3 separate regions of the Mus musculus genome follow, and regions 1 and 3 are each linked to region 2. A link is a contact called in public HiChIP or PLAC-seq and promoter capture Hi-C data. All regions are on one chromosome and are shown on one strand. The core of a region is the stretch at or near the end of the contact, and the rest is flanking DNA. Distances in the headings are between cores, read along the strand shown.

Evidence for each region. Promoter capture Hi-C pulls out the DNA fragments that hold promoters and counts their contacts. HiChIP or PLAC-seq counts read pairs in DNA pulled down with a chosen protein or histone mark.
Region 1: a contact with region 2 is called in a promoter capture Hi-C map of epiblast stem cells, with 3 times the contacts expected there. The contact joins the enhancer-like site here to the promoter of Capn12 in region 2. A contact is called at or near these places in 5 of 39 promoter capture datasets (the 3T3-L1 cell line, embryonic stem cells and epiblast stem cells), 1 of 15 datasets of contacts at CTCF or cohesin (the NIH/3T3 cell line), 17 of 484 Hi-C or Micro-C datasets (the AML12 cell line, the C10 cell line, Th1 cells and 7 more), 10 of 115 datasets of contacts at active chromatin or transcription factors (the HPC-7 cell line, embryonic fibroblasts, embryonic stem cells and 6 more) and 4 of 9 other capture datasets (adipose tissue, embryonic stem cells, liver and 1 more).
Region 3: a contact with region 2 is called in an H3K27ac HiChIP or PLAC-seq map of embryonic stem cells, with 6 read pairs. The contact joins the enhancer-like site here to the promoter of Capn12 in region 2. A contact is called at or near these places in 1 of 39 promoter capture datasets (macrophages), 1 of 15 datasets of contacts at CTCF or cohesin (the NIH/3T3 cell line), 2 of 484 Hi-C or Micro-C datasets (embryonic stem cells and nephron progenitors), 4 of 115 datasets of contacts at active chromatin or transcription factors (bone marrow-derived macrophages, embryonic stem cells, extraembryonic endoderm stem cells and 1 more) and 2 of 9 other capture datasets (adipose tissue and liver).

What each region holds. Positions count from the first base shown.
Region 1 is chr7:28,918,566-28,921,374 of GRCm38.p6, reverse strand. Actn4 (actinin alpha 4) reads left to right here. Exons shown (of 21, transcript NM_021895.3): 2 at 2,307-2,421; 3 at 2,584-2,703. Among named protein-coding and RNA genes, the nearest start is that of Gm38978, 7.5 kb to the left of the region's middle. Within about 2 kb of position 1,359, at least 126 of the 459 cell types and tissues checked have an H3K27ac peak or open chromatin away from gene starts, as enhancers often do. A contact at or near this core is called in the AML12 cell line, the NIH/3T3 cell line, adipose tissue and 4 more, where this site is marked.
Region 2 is chr7:28,880,167-28,882,949 of GRCm38.p6, reverse strand. Capn12 (calpain 12) reads right to left here and starts at 1,294. Exons shown (of 21, transcript NM_001110807.1): 1 at 990-1,294; 2 at 330-399; 3 at 62-180. The coding sequence starts at 1,226.
Region 3 is chr7:28,938,296-28,940,995 of GRCm38.p6, reverse strand. All of the region lies in intron 1 of Actn4 (actinin alpha 4), which reads left to right. Among named protein-coding and RNA genes, the nearest start is that of Gm51446, 3.3 kb to the left of the region's middle. Within about 2 kb of position 1,370, at least 54 of the 459 cell types and tissues checked have an H3K27ac peak or open chromatin away from gene starts, as enhancers often do. A contact at or near this core is called in adipose tissue, embryonic stem cells and extraembryonic endoderm stem cells, where this site is marked.

The sequences.
Region 1 (2,809 bases), core at 110-2,609, 38 kb before region 2:
GGCTTTGTGCAGTAGGCACGCACACCACCACTGAATCATGCCCCAGCTTATCTCTGAGTACAGTACCTGCCCACTGTATTTTGGACAACAAGAAGGATCACACATGGCAGGAGAGTGGGGTGTGTGTCTGCTAGAATCCGTACAACAATTAAAAAAGGCATGGTAGTTCACACTTGTCATCCTAGTGCTTGGGAGGGGGAGGCAAGAAGATTGAGAGTTCAAAGCCAACGCAGTGGAGATGGCTTAGTGGTAAAGAGCACCCCCAGAAGGCCTGTGTTCAACCCCCAGCACCCACATGGCAGTTCACAGCTGTGTATAAATTCTAGTTTCAGAGAATTCGATGCCCTCTTCTAGGTTTCAAAATTAAAAAGTTCAAAGCCACATAGTGAGAGGGAGGCTAGCCTCTCTTACTCCCCCAACCCCCAAAAGAAAAGAAAAAATAGACATGGATGGAGACTGCTGCATGATGTGAGCCATGGTCTGTACCTGCAGTCTAGGGTGGACAGAGCTCAGAGTAACCAACCACTTGAAGCAGTTGACAGGATTCCTGAAGTTAGGGGCAGAGGAGACATTGAGCACTACTGCCTTAGCACACACACAGGTCTTTATAATGTTCACAGCCCCAGTGGCATCTTCATTGCTGTGTTAGGTAAGAGAAAATGGATGTTAGGAAAGGTTAGAAAATTTGTCTCAGAATTATAGCCAAGTCTAGACTTGGTTTGTCTGAATTCAGACCTGTCAGGTGAAAGAAGGAGAATTGGGGCTGGAGGAGGAGGGGATTGGCAAACAGGTAAGTGAGAGCCTGCTTTGGGGTCCCTCCCCTGAAGGAGCACACAGATGTGGGTGACAGAAGAGATCATTGTCAGCGATCAGTAGCTGACACTGGGTCAGAACCAGACTGTGCAGAGTGGTGGGTCAGTCTTTAGGAGGAGCTATACCGTGTTTTAGTTTTAGTTGTTATGAGACAGATTCTTGGTATGTTAGCTCAGGTTAGCCTCAAACTATGATCCTCCTGTGTCTGCCTCCTGAGTGCTGGAGTTATAAGCATGTACCACCACACCCACATGGGTTGCATTTTGAGTGATGGGTAAGTGATGGTTCCATTGCAAGGCTACAAAGTAGGCAGAGGCATGGGTAGGTGAGAAACACCAGAGTGCAACCAGGAGGGGTCTCTGTCTCCCAGTCATAGCACTTTGCATAGCAGCATGGGTGAGTGGTTGGGTCTGGCTACTCCAGCTGCCCTCATTTGCTGAGTCCTCGCTGTAGGTTGGTGTATTATTAGACAGTGTCTTTGTCTGGAAGGCGCCTTCTGCTGAGTCTCTGAATGAGCAGGCCTGCCGGCAGTTGTCAAAACACATGATGCTTGGCCAGAGGCTCCATGGAAGCCCTTGGCACCCCGTGTGGCCTTTGCTTACACCCCAGGCATGGAATGTGCTCTTGCATGTTCCTGGCGGGCTGCCCATTTCTGTTCTGGGGGCTCCTAGGAGAGCAAAGGCTTGGGTTTTCCCAGATCCTGCCGTGGGAGGGAGAGGGCCAGTTTCCCCAGAAGATGTCTGGGCTTGTTTGTATTAACTGATCTGAGCCGCTTCTGTGGCAGAGATAACAGGCTTCAGCTTGCAGGCACTGAGTGGCCCTGCACTTGGGTGTTCTGCCACCATTTGCAGTATGCTGGGCTCTGGGACGGCAGCTTCTTACTTTGTAGCTCTCTTCCAGAGCATCTACCTGAGCTTCAGAAACTTCCCAGATACGTCTTACCTTTCAGCCACCCCTAAGGCACATCCAGTTTCCAACATTTGGAAGAATGCACTATGTAGGGAGGCCAAGGTGTTTGACCTGTGAGGCTGCAAACTATGGGTCAGAATTGGGGCTTACAGCAGAGGGCTTAGCTGCTGGGTTACCTCAGCTCCAGGGAGGCTTGGTTTGTAGAATACTTTGCTCACCCACTAGTTTTCTTGCCCCAGGTCATATGTGTCCAGTAGTAGGAAGGTCACAGCTGAGGCTACGTAAAGAAAGCCTGTTAACTCTTGGACCGGTGTCTGCCTGGGAATGAATGCCTCTTTAACAGCCTGCCTAGATCACTTTTAAGATCAGGAAAAAAATTGTATGTAGCTGAATGTGGTCCCATGCTTACATAATCTCAGCATTTGGAGAAGTGGAGGCCAAAAGACTAGGAGGCCATCCTTGAATCCAGCCGGGGCTACGTGAGAACCTGTCTTAAGGCATGATGTATATAGAGGGTCAGTACTGCTTGGTGTAAAGCCCTGATGCTGGCTTACCTCTATCCCTTCTCTGTTCCTCTTCCTTAGACCTTCACAGCCTGGTGCAACTCTCATCTTCGGAAGGCTGGCACTCAGATCGAGAATATCGATGAGGACTTCAGGGATGGGCTCAAACTTATGCTTCTGTTGGAGGTCATTTCAGGTAAGGCTCAGGTAGCACTGTGCAACCCATACTATACCCTGCTCTAGCAGGCACTGGTGCTGCCCCTTTGCCACTGGGAAGCTTGACAGTTTCAGCCTGTGTGGTAGGGCTGGGAGTGGTTTGAGTGACTGTGAAGATCCCCCTCACCACCTGTCTTCTCAGGGGAGCGTTTGCCTAAGCCAGAGCGGGGGAAGATGCGAGTGCACAAGATCAACAATGTAAACAAAGCCCTGGACTTCATCGCCAGCAAGGGAGTCAAGCTGGTGTCCATCGGGGCAGAAGGTAAGCGGGGGATGGGAGGGAGGGCTGGCTGCTAGGCTCCTAAATAGGACTTCTGTGAGCTGAATGAATATAGGAAGCGTTGCTGGTGGTGACTAACAGTGGCTCC
Region 2 (2,783 bases), core at 45-2,544:
GCCTATGTCATCATGCTACCACGGGGGAAATTGAGGCACAGAGCAAGGAACTGGACTCTACCTGAAAATGGAAGACCCCCGCGTAGCCATCTTGGAAACCTTGTCCAGGGGGGACCACCCGGTACAGGAGCCTGGGGTAGAGTGTGAGGGAGGCAGCAGCTGCAAGAAGCCAGCAGTTTCCTAGGAGGAGGAGGAAAGAGGCTCAGATTAGGTACGAGTGGACCAGAGACCAGCAGACTGAAGAAAGAAGCCATGGGGACAGGAGACAGAGGAGAGGAGCTGTTCAAGTCCTGGGTCTAGGGGCTCCAGACAGTCACAAGGGGGCTCACCCAAGCTTCCCTGGCACACATCTGTTCTGCTCATGTCTTCACAGATGAACTGGGGCTCAGCACAAAACTCCTGGAAGATTAAGGTTCCAGAGAAGCCAGGTAAGGGAAGGCTGGAACAATGGAGAAGTCAGAGGCCTGAGCCCTGACACCAGTACCCAGGTAGTGAGGGCCTCCAACCTTGGGAAAGTCTGTGGGTGGGAGTTTGCCTTCCTGGATCCCCTTGAATCCCGTGGCTGAGTCTGCTCTTATCCCCCACTCCCTTTTCCTAAGAACCAGGATTCTAGACCTCAGCCTGTCTCTCTTACACTCAAGGGTTCATGTCCTGGCCCTGATCCCTCAGGCTAAGACTCTGGCCCTCCTCCCTCAGACCCAAGAGTCCAGGCCCTGGTCCTCCTCCCTCAGACCCAGGCCCTGGCCCTCCTCCCTCAGACCCAAGAGTTCAGGCCCTGGTCCTCCTCCCTCAGACCCAAGAGTTCAGGCCCTGGTCCTCCTCCCTCAGACCCAAGAGTTCAGGCCCTGGTCCTCCTCCCTCAGACCCAGGCCCTGGCCCTCCTCCCTCAGATCCAAGAGTCCAGGACCTGGTCCTCCTCCCTCAGACCCAGGAGTCCTTGTCCTGGCCCTCCCCCATCAGACCCAGGTCCCAGCCCAGCCCCACTTTACATGGGGCCTCTTCCATTCCACCCCTTTGGCCTTCTCTGAGTCAGGTCCCAGCTTGTCATAGCCAAGGGCATCAGGGCCAGCAGGAAAGCAAGGGTCACGAAACAGGATCCCGGAATCCAGGCAAGCTCTTCGGATGGCTTCGTAGTTCTGGCCTTTAAAGAGCTGTGGGCCCCCAGCTCCAGTCCCGGCCCCGTCGTCCACCAGCTGGATGGTGACCTTCCTGTTGCCACTCGCCATTCGGACACTCTGGGCACACAGATGGACCCAAGCCCTTTAACCTCCTGAGTCATGGGGGGCGTGGCTCCTGCTCCATTTGTACCCTGTTGGGGGTCTTTAGGCATCGAGGAGCATTCTCCCTTGTTAATATTAATTGATGGTTTGGGGTGCGAAGGAGCAGGGACGCTTCTTCAGTGGTTTCCTCCCTGGGGCACGGAGCCCTCAGTTGTGGCGAGTTTAGCAGCTTAATGACCTGGAGCACACAAAAGGTGGGCAGGCCTAGGAGGACCAGCCGGGCTCTGGGAGTGCCGGGAAGGAGGTCAACGTGGGGGTGTGTTTCCGCGTGCTTCTTCCTGTTGCCATACCTCAGCCCAGCCCAGCCTCCCTGTCTCCTCAGCTGGGGACAGTGCTGAGGACTGAACCTCCCGATGTGGCAGGCAAGCATCCTCTGCACCTGCAGCTCCAAGGCCCTTCATCGACTGACTTTGAGACCTGGTCTCACTGAGTTTCCGAGGTTAGCCTCGGGCTCCCAGGCTCTCTTGCCTCAGGATCCCTGGTGTTAGATCTACTGGTGTGATTGTTGTTTTGTTTTGAAGGGTTTTGTCCTTTTGTTCGTTTGGTTTGGGATTTTGGAGACAGACTGGGTTTCTCTTGGGTAGCCCTGGCTGTCCTGGAACTCACTCCGTAGACCAGGCTGGCATGGAACTCAGATATAAACATATCCTTGGCTCTTTCCTTTTTTATATTTATAAAACACCACACCTGGTTTCCTCCCAGCTCCCTCTGCTAGCTCTCAGGAAGGTAGACCATGGCTAGGTCACCCAGGCAAGGCTGACTACAGAAAACAGGTTCTGCTCTGTGCTGTGAATGTGGTCACCTGTGCCTGGGATGCTGCGGCCCCTCTCCAAGCCGAGCAGGCTCCGTGAAGCAGGCGGAGGAGGATCTTTGGCAAGGCAGGCAGTCTTGCCTTTCAGTGCCTCTGGCCCCAGGGGAGCCTAGTCACTTTAATTTTGCTGAGACGTTGACAACTCAAGCTTTCAACATCTGCCATCCAACCCCGGCCCTCCAAGCACCATAGCCAACAACAGGGGCTGTCCGAGGCAGGAGAATCGGGAGTTCTACGGTAGTCTTAGCTTACAGCAAATATCGGGCAGCCTAAACTACAAGAGACCCAGTAATGAAACAAAGAAAAATCGCACAGATTTTTCCTCCTGCAGAGTTGCTGGGACCACACAAAGACAGGTAGTTGGTTCAAGTCTCAGCCCAGTCTGTCACTTAGGATTGCAGGTCTGAGGTCAAGTGTGATGCTTCACCCTTGTGATTCCAGCTCTTGGAAGGAAGAGACCAGAGGAACCTGAATTCCAGACCAGCCTAGGCTAAATTGTGGGACAAAGGACTGTGTGTCTTGGGCTAAGTCACATAAACTCCATATGCCTCAGTTTCTTCAAACAGTAGTGTGTGTCCGTGGTTTGCCTTCCTTCCTGCCCCCCCCTCTTTTTTTTTTTTTTTTTTTTTTTGTTGCCAGAGCTGGGGATGAACGTGGGGATCCCTACACGCTAGTCAAACTTCTTTTTTTTT
Region 3 (2,700 bases), core at 121-2,620, 58 kb before region 2:
CCTGGCTGGCCTGGAAATTGCTACGTAGACCAGGCTGGATTCAGATTTTATATCCTCCTGCCTTAGCTTCCTGGGTGCCAGGGTTCCAGCCATACACTCACCACACCAAGTTTTATAAGGGTTTGTGCCCTCTACCCCCAACGTATCCTTTTTGGTGGATTTGGAATGAATGGAAAAAGGATGGCAGTGAATCGGAGCAGAGTGTAAGAAGCCATCTTACCAGCTTCAGATTTTTTTGTTCTGTTTTGTTTGTTAAAGTGGTAGGAACAAAGTAGGCCTCCTGTCCTTGTGGAGCTAACGATGCAACCCAGCACACAACTCTCAGATAATGAAGTGTTTCAAGGTGTGCTCTTTCTGAGGTGAAATAGGCTGGGAAGGAGCGACCTGGAGAGGCATTTGAGAGGTGAGAAATCGGCCACATGTCTAGGGGCCAGGAAGATAGGCCCTCGTGAGACAACATTGTCCACAAACATTTAGTCAATGTTTTAGACACTGAGTACACAGCATCGAAAAGTCCAGGGCCAGCCCTGCCCTTGAGGCTCCCAGGCAAGAGGGACATCTCAGAAACTGTGTCATCTGATGCTGGTACAGATGGCACACCAGCATTCCTTCAGCTTAGCCTCACATGCACTCGGCATTGATAAACAGCCTTGGGGATAAGGGGACCTGGCTTGCCTTAGGCCACCTAGCCTGTGAACAGCAGAGCTGAGAACCAAATAGGGCTTTCCCCCTTTTTGGCTATTCTAGCAGGATGGAGCAGTTGGTCTCCTGGTGAGGCTTGGGATTCAAGCATGAGATGGCATCCTGTCCAGAGGATGGGGTGTGGTGAGGAGAGAGTTGGAGAAATCTCTGGTTTCATAGCCCACCTCTCTGTTCCCTGGACCCTTAGGAGAGAGGCATTTGGCTAAAGATTGTGTTGGGGAACCTGATTAAGTAGTGGGGAGTAGAGAGTTGAGCGAGGCCTTCTGAAGTTGGCTGCCTATATATGGCTTGGTCTGGAGGAGCAGGTGACGGTAGTGGGAGTTGTTTTCTGTGCTGCTAGTGGGAGGTGCCCAGTAACATTCCTTTGTAGACAAGCACAAACTAGATAGCTTTGAAATTGAAGGTTTGAAACCAGCCAAAGAATTAATCCTGGTCTGAGATTCGCACGATGAGAGTACAGCCAACCTGGATTGGGTGTGGTTTTCTTGACTGTTGCTTTTTAATAAGCCCAGAAATAACTTTTGAGAAGGAGGATCTGTGTGAGCATCTCGATGCGTTCTTGAGAGCTGACCTGGGAGCCTCCAGCTATCTGAAGGGCTCTAGTCCATGTTGTAACACAAGCACTTTGGCTAATGAGGTGTCGGGCAGAGGTTCCCTGGTGAAGGTTCAGCTGAGTGAGCCCAGTGAGGGCACCACATTGCCTCCTCCCCCAGAGGCCTGGCCACAGGGCTCATACACTTGTGAGCCTCTTTCCTGGGACCCATGTGCTCAGGTTGTGAGTACTACCATACTCTTGAGCTTGGTTTCCAGGGATTCAGGCTACAAGCTGGAGTATACCAGAGGCTCTCTGCCTGCCTAGGGGACTTCAGGCAAAGAAGCCTCAGTTTTCTTATTTACAAAATCATGGCCAAGAGTCTCCACCCCAGAGTGGTCAGGATTTAGAGAGATGGCATCTTTATGGGGTTGGATGTGGGGGGCGGGGGGCGGGGGGGCTTTGAAGAGAGTTCCATGGTGTCATATTAGAAGCCGGCTCTTTATGGAAGACTGAGCTGCAGTCAGCTCAGCTGCCAGATAGTAAGCATGTCTTCCTCATACCATCTCAGAGGTGATAGTGGATAGAGCTGAACAGAGGCAAGGGGTAGGTAGCAGTGTCTTTGCAGTGGGCTTAGAGGGGGCTACAGAGCCCACAAATCTCCCTAAGCATATGTTGAGCACATGCATCATGCAGAATGCTGCATGTATGTAGCCTCTAGACCAGATATTAGGAGGTACACAGACAGCTTTGCTCTGCTATAGACAGGCCCAGAAAAGCACAAGTTGTAGCTTTTCCTCCCAGGAAGCCCGAGGGGGGTGGGGGGCGGGGGCGAGGAACAGTTCTGAAACAGCTTCTTTGTCCCATTGTAAGAGCACAGCCAAGCGGTCAGGTCCTTGCACCAGTTGGAAGTAGTTTGGCCCAAGCATTGCCTTGGGCTCTCTGAGCTGTTGTCATAGGGCTGAGCATCATCCTGCTTGGCTTGCTCCTAGGTATCTTTGTTCCCATGATGGGGCCCTGTGGCATGTGCTTTGTCCACTAGACTTTCCAGTCACATCCACATTTCCCAGATACAGTCATGTTCTCTCTTGCCTGGTGCCTTCACAAGGGCCTCAGTGCTAGCCTCTTTTTTTGTTTGTTTGTTTTGGTTTTTTTTGGTTTGGTTTGGTTTGGTTTTTTTGTTTTTTGTTTTTTTGTTGTTGTTTTTTTCGAGACAGGGTTTCTCTGTGTAGCCCTGGCTGTCCTGGAACTCACTCTGTAGACCAGGCTGGCCTGAAACTCAGAAATCCGCCTGCCTCTGCCTCCCAAGTGCTGGGATTAAAGGCATGCGCCACCATGCCCGGCCGCTAGCCTCTTTCCATTTCCATTCTTTAGATCTTATTTTTCACTGTCCTACTTGTTACACACACACACACAAACACACCCTGTACATTGGTGTTCTGCCTGCATGTGTGTCAGAGGACATC